Regions from separate parts of the Arabidopsis thaliana genome. Here region 2 is linked to region 1. Evidence: chromatin contacts called from public targeted proximity ligation data. All regions are on one chromosome and are shown on one strand. The core of a region is the stretch at or near the end of the contact, and the rest is flanking DNA. Distances in the headings are between cores, read along the strand shown. Region 1 holds the start of LHCB5 (light harvesting complex of photosystem II 5). Region 2 holds the start of AT4G10390 (Protein kinase superfamily protein).

Region 1 (5,461 bases), core at 1,602-4,101:
CCAATACAAATGTTTCATAATAATTGGTGAAAGTTGGACCTAAGTTTATATGAAATCATGTGGTCTAGAACTTATACTAGAATATATTTCAACATTAGTCCACAACATCAATCTGAATATAAGGGTGAGTTTCAAACTTTTCTTTAGGCATATATTATGTTCACATCAGATAAAAATTACATTGAGTGGCTCGTGAATACACTCAACAGAGTTTTTTTTAACATTAAAACATGCATAGAATTTTTTCAAATAATTTTCTCGTACAAAATATGCAACAAATAATGATAAACATATTTTTAAATGCAAAATAGTTTTATATAAAATGAAAAGAATTATTACTTGCGATAGAATCTATAAGCCTTAATCTTTTATCATTGTGCTTATAATTTTGTCCAATCAAATTTCTCAACCTTTATTGGTTTATTATAGACTCATTGCGATCGAGTAATTTTTACTTATTCTAGTTTTTCTTATAAATAAATCATTAATTATTGCTATGTGATATATTTTCTTTCAAAATATTTTATGAATCAATAATTTTAGTGGTTAAAAAACTATGTGAAAGTGAAAATAAAAACACATGTAGTTGGCTTTATGCATTCATATAATCATTTTATACGTGGTGGGAATGAGAATACTTCAACAAGAAAATATGATTGTGAGTAAACACATTTTTAGTGGTAAAGTAGACGATAGATTTGTAAATAGATGTAAATTAGATGATGATTTGACTAGTAATTTCCATGTATAATATTTTTCGAATAAGGAAAAAACGAATATATAAATAAACAATTCTCAAAATAAAATATTATATATTTATTTTCTACTTACAATAAGATTTTAATATATCTTTTTGTTAAATTTATTTTAGTTTTAAAAATTAAACATGCATATTGGATGGAGTTTAATCTAGTTGAATCTAAAATTTAATAGTTTTACGAAAGATTTGTTATTAATTTTAGTTTTGAAATTGAGAATAAAACTAATGAGGCATCAATCCATTAAATATATGTAAGAACAAATCTTCATATATTATATAATATGTTTGGCAAATATATATAAAGTAACTGAAAACAAAGTGAAAATTTGAGAATAATTGTGGGTTTTTTAGTTTTATGTATTAAAAAAAATGTTGTTAATGAAAATCCATATTATTATGATATAAAACAAATTCATTATGAATATAAACATAACAGATATCTTCTATAAAATTCATTATGATATAAAACAAAAGATTAAAATAAAATAAACATAACAAATATCGCTTGTGAAATGAGATCTATATGACTATTGGGCTGAAGTTGGGCCTTGAGAAATAAGAGTGCGCCTTATAATATAGGCCCATTTAAAGTATGTATTGGCGAATCCACGCCGAAAGAGAGAGCGAAAGGGACGATGAGCAACAGAAGAAGAACCGGAGACGATGACAAAGGATTGCTCTGGAAACTTCCCCAAGTTAGGATCAGAGACATTGGAAAAGTTGGTCCAGCTTTTGGACTCGGTGTCGGTTGCGGATTTGGTTTCGGCGCCGGTCTTATCGGAGGTAAATTTCTAATTTCTCCCAATTTTGATCGCAGACTCGCGAATCGCTCGAAGCTATTTATAGATAGTTTTGGTTTAAGAGAGTAGAGATTGGTTTGATGAAAACAGGTGTAGGATTCGGACCAGGAGTTCCTGGATTACAATTTGGTCTTGGATTTGGAGCTGGTTGTGGAATTGGTGTAGGTTTTGGCTATGGTGTTGGAAGAGGAGCTGCTTATGATCACTCTCGTTCTTATTACAACGTTGGAAAACCATCTCTGTGAGTATTTGTCTGCAATTAGATTTTTAGTGATTAAGGATTTGAAGAAGAAGATGATGATTTTGACTTTGGTGATTTGTTGACAGGAATGAAGTTGATTCACTGATTGATGAACTTGTTGTTAGCACGAAGAAGCTTGTGAAAGCTACTACAAATGAAATCGACAAGTGGTTAAAATGATGAACTTTTAGGATTTGTTGCAGCTTCCAAGTAAATGGTAGTGTTTGGTTTGTTCTTAGATCAATAATGTAGATTTGGGGCTAGTGATAATCTCCTTTCTTTTTGTACAATTTTACGTATGGTATAAAGATGGATTCGCATAATTTAGGTGGCTGATTTATCATTCTGGTAATGTGTATGGTTTGAGTGCTGATTTTTGGTGCTATGAGTTGTTCTTTATGGCTCAACTTGGATCAATATGGAGGTTGAGTTTGAGATTTTCTCTCAGTTTAAGGAGGTAGAATAGTGCGTATAGTGGCACAGTGAGCTCAGCTCTAGGGCCAAAGGGCATAAATTCATTATAGCTCTTTCGATTCTACCGTAGTACTGTGTGTGAACCGGCACTGTGAACCAAGATGATTAAATTTTCGTATTCTCTATGTACATGATCCTGCGGCTCAATCGCTTCAGTTTCGATCCACATGATGTATATGTTATAGAATTGTGGGAAACTCCTTGTAGAAAGAGTATGTTCACGTCTAGGACTAGTCGGATGATTCGTTTCTCTTTTTGGTGTAATGAGTATGTTCATAACTGTTGATACAATGTGAAAATCTAACCGTTGAGCTTGGGAGTTTTACGTCTATATGAAAATTCCGGTTGTCGTCTACATTACGGTAGTAAACAGGACCACAGTGATTCCAAATGTCCCAAGGAATTTACTGAAAACCCCAACTAGGACTGTGAAAGGCTTGTGGATGACATTTAACAGTTGAGATTTTCATGTGTTTGAGATTCTTGTAACACATTTTGCTGTATAGGTGAAAGCTTAGCCACACAAAAGGAGAAACAGAGGATATGGATAAAATAAATTATCCAACAAAAACCAATCTAAAAGCCACATCAGCATCCACAACCAATCAGAGGACAGAATCATATTTCACATTTTCAATCCAGACCAATCAAAATCCTGAACGAATCCTACTCTCCACCTTATAGGAGCAGTTTCGTCTCTTCCTCCTTCTTTCACTTAGCTCTTCCTAGTGTTAAACCAGAGTAAAGCTTGAAACTTTGGACTAAAAGAATGGCGTCTTTGGGTGTGTCGGAAATGCTTGGTACTCCCCTTAACTTCAGGGCAGTTTCAAGATCGTCTGCTCCGTTGGCATCAAGCCCATCCACGTTCAAGACTGTTGCTCTCTTCTCTAAGAAAAAGCCAGCTCCTGCTAAGTCCAAGGCTGTCTCTGAGACTAGCGATGAGCTCGCCAAGTGGTATGGTATGTGTCTTCTAAATCCCTTTTATAATCATTTCTTGCTCTGTTTCTTTGTGAATGTGTTTGTAATTGTGACTCTTATGCAGGTCCTGACAGGAGAATTTTCTTGCCTGATGGTCTTTTGGATAGATCAGAGATCCCAGAGTACTTAAACGGTGAAGTTGCTGGAGAGTAAGACACTTTTTCATGTCTCTCTTTGTATGTATGCCTACTTTTGGATTCTGTGCTTAAGGTTTATTGGTCTGAATCTGAATTTGCAGTTATGGTTATGACCCATTTGGTCTTGGAAAGAAGCCTGAGAACTTTGCTAAGTAAGTAGATTCTTTTATCCTAAACCTTTTGTGTTTGCTTTGAGCTATATCTATCGAATTTGTCATTAAGATTGGTTCTTTAATGAATGTGGTTGTAGATACCAAGCTTTTGAATTGATCCATGCGAGATGGGCTATGTTAGGAGCAGCTGGTTTCATCATTCCTGAAGCTTTAAACAAATATGGCGCTAACTGTGGCCCTGAAGCTGTCTGGTTTAAGGTTCTTGCCTACGTCTAATCTTTATTTACATTCAGACTTAGATTCTTTAGCAAAGCAAGAATGTGTTGATGTGATGAGATGGTTCTTTTTGGAATACTGATTGCAGACTGGTGCTTTGCTTCTTGATGGAAACACATTGAACTACTTTGGCAAGAACATCCCTATCAACCTTGTTCTCGCCGTAGTTGCTGAGGTTGTTCTCCTCGGTGGAGCCGAGTACTACAGAATCACCAACGGATTGGTACATTACTCTCTAGTCTCTACATTTAGCTATTACTCATGGGAAAATGACTAAACTTGAAATGCAAATATTTGGTAGGATTTCGAGGACAAGCTACACCCAGGAGGTCCATTTGATCCTCTAGGCCTTGCTAAGGACCCTGAGCAAGGAGCTCTTCTCAAAGTCAAAGAGATCAAGAACGGGAGATTAGCCATGTTTGCGATGCTCGGTTTCTTTATCCAAGCGTATGTTACCGGAGAAGGTCCTGTTGAGAACCTTGCAAAGCATCTCAGTGATCCTTTTGGAAACAACTTGCTTACCGTCATCGCTGGAACTGCCGAGAGAGCTCCCACTCTCTAAGCCATTTCTACTTTTTTTAAGAGCTTCCAAAATGTACACTTTGTTCGATTGGAACTCCTTTTGACAATGTTAAAAAAACTTCCATCTGAATCTTCTTGATATATTTCAAATTTTCAATGGTGCTTTATCATGCTTCTAAGGATATACATAGTCACCCATTGGTTTAATATTTGTTGTTACCAAGAACGCTCTGTCACAATTTAGTCATACATTGCGATTTTATCACTAGTGGCGAGTATGGTAAAAAGTTTCACAACTAATATTGTGATGGAATTTGGGACTATATAAGTTAGTCGAGAGATGTGATCCGTTGAACAATATTAAGTAGCAGAAGATCAAATAGCAATGAGCAGTAGCAGAATATTTTCACAACTAATTAATCATTCTTACATTGTAAAGAACTAGTATTACTCACTCTCAACAATTGCATGTCTCATACAGTAATACCGATGTGTCATAAAAATGTGAATTTTGCTTCGATTGCAAAACACAAATTAGTGTTTTCACTCTGTGAGCTTTGAAGTTGCAGAAATCACAACCCCAATTGGATTCTAAACTCTAGCTAGGCATGTACATTTGCTTCGATTCAAAATAAGAATGTTTTCACTGTCAGATCAAAGGTTCAATAAGTGATAACCATTTTAAGCAAATCAAGCATTTATATTGCTTGATATTTTGTCACATCTAACCAACATTTAACAATTACATTTACTTTTAACAAGTAGGTCGTCTCTACTTCCGACCACCGTCGGGATTAGAACTCGTCCTCTGGTGTAGTCGTCAGATTCCATGATCTATGTTTTTGTAAGGCCTCAGCCCGAGGCCCATTAAAGGGGTTTTGATTATTAATATTAGTATTATTTAAAAAAAAAAAAAATTAAATCTAAATCTGAACTCATCTTTATAAACCCAAACCCTCGTTTAATTTGTAAAACTAACACATCAAGTGTTGGAACTCGCGGTCCTACATCAAGAGTATGGAAGCTGACGTGACGAAACTAGAGACATGATATGTAACATGTAAAAGACGACGTGGGAGCTAATTTTGCGTAGAGTTTGAAGATACGAGTTATTGTAGAGATTCACTAAATATTCTCTACAACAACTTAAGGAAAATATA
Region 2 (5,461 bases), core at 1,172-3,671, 36 kb after region 1:
TCTGGTTTGGTTCATATTCAAATTCTGTGATTCGAATTGAGATAAACATTTTCATTTGAACCATATCAATATATAGTTTGGTTTGATTCGAATCATATCGCTTTCTGCGGATTTAACACCCTAGAGTAGACACTATAATCTTGAAGATAGTGTCATATAGTCATATCCTCCCTTCAAGATAGACAAAGCACCATGTTCAAAGGAAACTGAAGAGCGCAACTCTTTTAAACAAGCCCATATCTTCCTTTTTTTTTTGTCAACAAGAAGCCCATACATTCATTCATTCAAAAAAAAAAAAAGGGAAAAGAAGCCCATAAGCTCACTTTCAAGGAAACTTCACAATGGTGTTTTGGGCTTTCTCTTCCTGACTTTAGTTTCAAACTTCAGTTTTTTTTAGCTTATTACAGTTATTTCTCCTAGAAAGGCCTTTGATTGCTGTGTTACTGTATCTTGAAGGAATTGAGAATCAGAACCTTTGAAATTGCACTACAAGTCACATAAACTTTGCTTCATATTCACAATGACATGCTTCTGCTTTAAGCTTTACTTTACATTACATTGACATGAACAGAACTTCTCTTTCTCTCTAAGATTTCAAGACAAAACAACAATCAAAATTACATTTCCTAGGAAATGTTGATGAATGATAATTAGACAAAATGTTATTTCCTGCTTCTATTCACAAAACAAAACAAGAGTATTTACATGGTTATTCTTCTTGCTGGTTTTCCAAGAAACTCCTAAATGCACACCAACTTTACAGTGTCGTTCACGCAGCCTTACCACACTACAACAAAAACCATCGACACCGATAACTCACACTCCTTTACCGCAACCGAGGAAACTCAATGATGGTATTTCCTTTATAAGAGTATCCGCTACTTGAGCAGCCGAAGGTCTTAGAGATAGCTTGCTACTGATACAGACCGCAGCAACACTCAACATTGTCTTGACCTCATCGATATCAAGACTATCCCTTAACAACCTCGGGTCCAAGAACTGTCTGACCTTGTCCTCTGAAATGTCTACACTCGAATCCAAAATCTCATTCATAAGTGGAGCAGCTATATGCACCAGCATCTCACCTCTCTCAGCAGAAAACGCTTCTTTTCCTGAAACCAACTCAAGAACCACAACTCCAAACCCATACATATCCATCTTCTTCGAAGCAATCCCGGTTCTTAAATAATGAGGGTCTGTGTAACCTGGAGATCCCACCATCTTCACTTGTCTAGATCTAGGCGACATCGTAGGAGGCTGAACCATCGAAGAGAACCCGACTTTAGCTGACCCGAAATCGCAAAGCTTGCAATCAAAGTTTTTGTCTAGAAGAACGTTGGAAGATTTGATGTCCCCGTGCACTATCTGCGGGCTACATTTCTCATGAATATGTTCAATAGCTTGAACTAACTGTAACGCAATCGCTACACGGTTCCTCCATTGCAAGACTTGCTTGCTATTGCTTTGGAGCTTCTCTTGTAGATTTCCTTGAGGAAGATACTCAAGAAGAAGAGCACCATTTTCCTCTGAAATACAAAGAAGCAGAACATAAGTCTATATGCAAATATATCAAACAACTTGATAAAACAAATAAAGATCAAAACTTTGATTAAGACAAACTTAATCACTAAAATTGGCTTAATCAAGACAACAACACAATTGACCAGACACCAAATATTTGCAGAATCTATGAGATTTCAGAAGTAGTACCTGAATCATCGAAATAGCCAAGAAGCTTGACAATGTTAGGATGTTGAAGACGAAGCAAAATATCAAGCTCAAGTCTAAAGACTTGATAAAGACGGTGACTACTAACATGAACCTTGAGAGCCGCTTTATCAGAGCCAGAGAAGCGAGCCATGTAGATACTGCTATAGCCACCAGAACCAATCAATCTAGAGAAATTGGAAGTGAGAGTTTCAACATCATCCCAGCTGTTATAACAAGTCACACCAGATCCTTGACTTGTGGGTTTGTCGGTGATCGTCTTGGAGACATCAAATCTAACACAATTCAAGAAACAAGCCATTATAAAAACAGAGCAAAAACAGAGCAGAACAGAGCAAAGCAAAGAAAGATTGAGTCTTTATTTGATTCTAGGGTTAAGATTGATAGAAGAAAATGGGTTTGATTAGGGTTTTGTAAAAAATGTAACAGCAGACAGAGGAAGAACAAGGGGATCGAAGAAAGTTATGGATTTGGAGACATTGAGATTGTTGGATTTGTAAAGAAAGAAGAAGGAAAGGTTTTAGACTTTGGATTGGGAGGCAGAGTTTGACCGATTATTTAATAATAAAGCTGCCATTTTCGATGAATGAAACCTTCCTTCGAAGTAGCTAGCTCTCTGACGTTCTAACTACTACTCTTCTTTCAAGTTTTGTCTCTTTGCTTTTTGGGGCTAAGCAAAACATTTAACACATTTGTTTTTGCTTTTCAATCAGGGAAAAGCAGTAGAAAATAGTTAAATATGAAAAGCGATTATTAATGTCACGTCCTTCATATATGACAATTTTGTTTTTATTATTTTTTCCGAAACTAAAACTCGCTCATTTTAAAGTAAGAATGTATTTATTTTGAAATGAGAAAGTATATTAGGGTATCTTCGACAAGAACCCTAACTTTAAAAGTGACACATCTTCAAAATAAGAGTTTGAGAGTCACTTGTTCTAATAGTGCATCCTCAAATCCATTTATTTGCATTTTGTATAATGGTTTTCAATATTAATAATTAATTATAATGAGAAACTTTCATAAATATTTATAAATCATTATGTGATATAATAATTTTCTTAAAAAGTGATATGATAACATAAAATTACATATCTATAATTATAAACGAAACATAAAATATATCATAAAATTATATCTAAAATACCAAATCATATATATAACTAGTATTTCCGCAGAGCCCACATAAATTTGCTCAATGTAAATAGTTTTTAATGTTATGTAATATTCTTATACATTACTAATTTTAATTCTAATCTACTGTATTTATTAGAATTTATATGTGATAATTGAATTTAAAAGGATATATTTGAAATAATTAAATATAATATAATTATTTGTAAAATACGTAAGTTATTTGAACTAAATATATATATATATATAAGATTTCTAAGGTTTTGAATAGTGCCTCAATTTGAGAGTGTACATTTCAACGGCTATGAACTCTCCATGATTGCATACTTGACATGCGGTGGTCGGTGGATAAGGCAAAATATATATATTTAACCATCTTGAGAGAGCCATAGAGCCCATATATATGAAGAACAATAACATATTTTGTTTAAGCAGATTTTCGTGTAGATTCATTCATATACATAATTTGAAATGTTTTAAGAAAGGCCTTCATCACTCGTTACAGATATATCCAATATACAGCATAAATATGCATACGAAGGTGTTTAAAATTTAAACCCAAATAACTTTGCTATCCAAATTAATGTTCACTTTATAAAATTGTGGATTTCTTCAAAAATTGTTGGGAAAACGAAAGAAATAAACCGTTTGTTTTTTAATCTAGAGTATTTTTTATTTACTAATCTGATGAATAATTTTACAAATCTTTAGGTTCAGTTTTTGGGAACCTTCTAAATTTTTTTGTACCATATTTTAAATTTCACACGGTCGGAGAAGAATCATTGTCCCAATAGTTTTCATTTCTCTTTTAAAAATATACTAAATATTTTAAATAATGTCGTCAAATCATAATCGTTAGATCTTCTGTCGCTTTCTTTGTCTTTTTCTTCAGAGAAAACGTGAAAGATGCTATTATAGACCAAGTAACATACTCCATAAACCCTACCAAACACCGACAGTCTAGTCTTAAATTAAATCTCACACACACATACAATAAACAAATAGGTTTGATGCCAAAAATACATAAACAAAGAGTTTATTGTGACTGGGTCAAGCATTAGGCTTAATAATTGTGGGTCTAAAGGTTAGCCCTGGCCCGATATGTGATGTGAAATAAGCAAATTTGTTTTTGACCTTGCATCCACAATTCAAATGCATTATTTTCCATATTAGAACCTTAGCTTAATGCAACATGTGCATAAAGATTTCGAATTGGAACAAACATATAAGAGCAAAATACTTAAAACTCAACACCTAATGCGATGGAACGAACTACCAAAGATTGACAGCAAAAACTGCCAAAACCAACTCATGGTGGTATAGTGAAAGATGTATCCTAAGGTTGGAGATTAAGGTTTAATCACTACGATATCAACATGTTTGCAATTCGCCATGGCACATGATGAGGCAATAGAGAATCTAGTTATCCACTCGAAATATAATGTCAACGATAAATTCAGCTATACTCTGAAGAGATGCTAACACGCGTTACTAGTAGTTCTCATATATACTTGGTCACCATAGCCATCTTAAATGACATTCCAAATGGATATTTTATATCAATAGAAGATAGTCTTCATTTGCTAAAAGCAAAGAACGAAACATACCGAAATAGATCTGTTTTGGAGAAGTAAGAATCAACAGCATATAGAATAGATAAGCGAGAGAGAGAAAGAGATATGAGGTTGGGTAAGTATAGAACCTAAGATCCACATTTAGCATGACACTATACTCTTAGAAACACACCATTTTCAAGACTAAGTTATGTACTTATTTCCTATTGACTTTCATTAAACTACACATGTGCTTGGTGAGCATATGATTCTAATTTCAACTTATATGTTTGCTCTTTTTGAACTACTTCCAAGACTACACAAATAATGAAATAAAGAACTAGTTGAGGAAAATATTATAGATAAATACTTAAGCTTGGGTGGAACTGGCAAGGAACTTCTGCAATGACACATTGTATGATTCAATTTGTATCATACAGCCTTAGAACCTTACAAGTTACAAGCATCAAATAAGTTGACCTTAACTTGTCGAATTTGAGAACGAATAGTGTATAAGAAGTGCAAAGAGACGTATGGTCCAAAACAGAACTAGTACTCTTTTCTTGTTCACAAAGCATCTCCATTATACTATCGGTATACAACTTCGCTCTGGTGTATCTCCATTATACGTAAACAAGTTTTTTTTTTTATGACAGACTAAACCATACGAGCAAGAGAGTAGAAGAACAAGAAATTCGTTATAGGATCTTTGTTGGACAGTCAGACGAGTTTAGATAGGAATTACAATCCTATTATATAAATGTAGACATCTTAGAATCTCAAATCCTCAAGAAAAGTTGAGTTCGCATGTTGATGAAGCTTGGGAAGAAAGTCTCAACTCCGTTATCATCTCGAGTTTTGTAAACAAACGTGTATCAGATTTGATTGTTGCAGTCCTTAAGCGGCAAGCGTTTTTCAAGATGTAAACCGCAATATCTCTGTCTTGTGGTCTTCCTAAGTATTTAAACCAAGTGAATTTTTGTAGACTCGACAACATGCATTCAGGAACAATACTCGGTTGATTCCAGGAAAGCATACCAAGATTC

The links.
Region 2: a targeted proximity ligation map of shoot shows a contact between it and region 1, with 16 read pairs. A contact is called at or near these places in 4 of 26 Hi-C or Micro-C datasets (callus, root and seedling), 1 of 2 datasets of targeted methods (shoot) and 2 of 3 other capture datasets (root and seedling).

What each region holds. Positions count from the first base shown.
Region 1 is chr4:6,405,156-6,410,616 of TAIR10.1, forward strand. It overlaps LHCB5 (light harvesting complex of photosystem II 5), which reads left to right and starts at 2,852. Exons shown (of 6, transcript NM_117102.4): 1 at 2,852-3,234; 2 at 3,318-3,402; 3 at 3,492-3,542; 4 at 3,641-3,761; 5 at 3,868-4,002; 6 at 4,081-4,694. The coding sequence starts at 3,045. The coding sequence ends at 4,341. It overlaps AT4G10330 (glycine-rich protein), which reads left to right and starts at 1,340. Exons shown (of 3, transcript NM_117101.4): 1 at 1,340-1,543; 2 at 1,651-1,801; 3 at 1,888-2,804. The coding sequence starts at 1,396. The coding sequence ends at 1,981.
Region 2 is chr4:6,441,133-6,446,593 of TAIR10.1, forward strand. AT4G10390 (Protein kinase superfamily protein) reads right to left here and starts at 2,422. Exons shown (of 2, transcript NM_117107.5): 1 at 1,711-2,422; 2 at 464-1,526. The coding sequence starts at 2,029. The coding sequence ends at 817. AT4G10400 (F-box/RNI-like/FBD-like domains-containing protein) reads right to left here. Exons shown (of 5, transcript NM_117108.5): 5 at 4,984-5,461. The coding sequence ends at 5,203.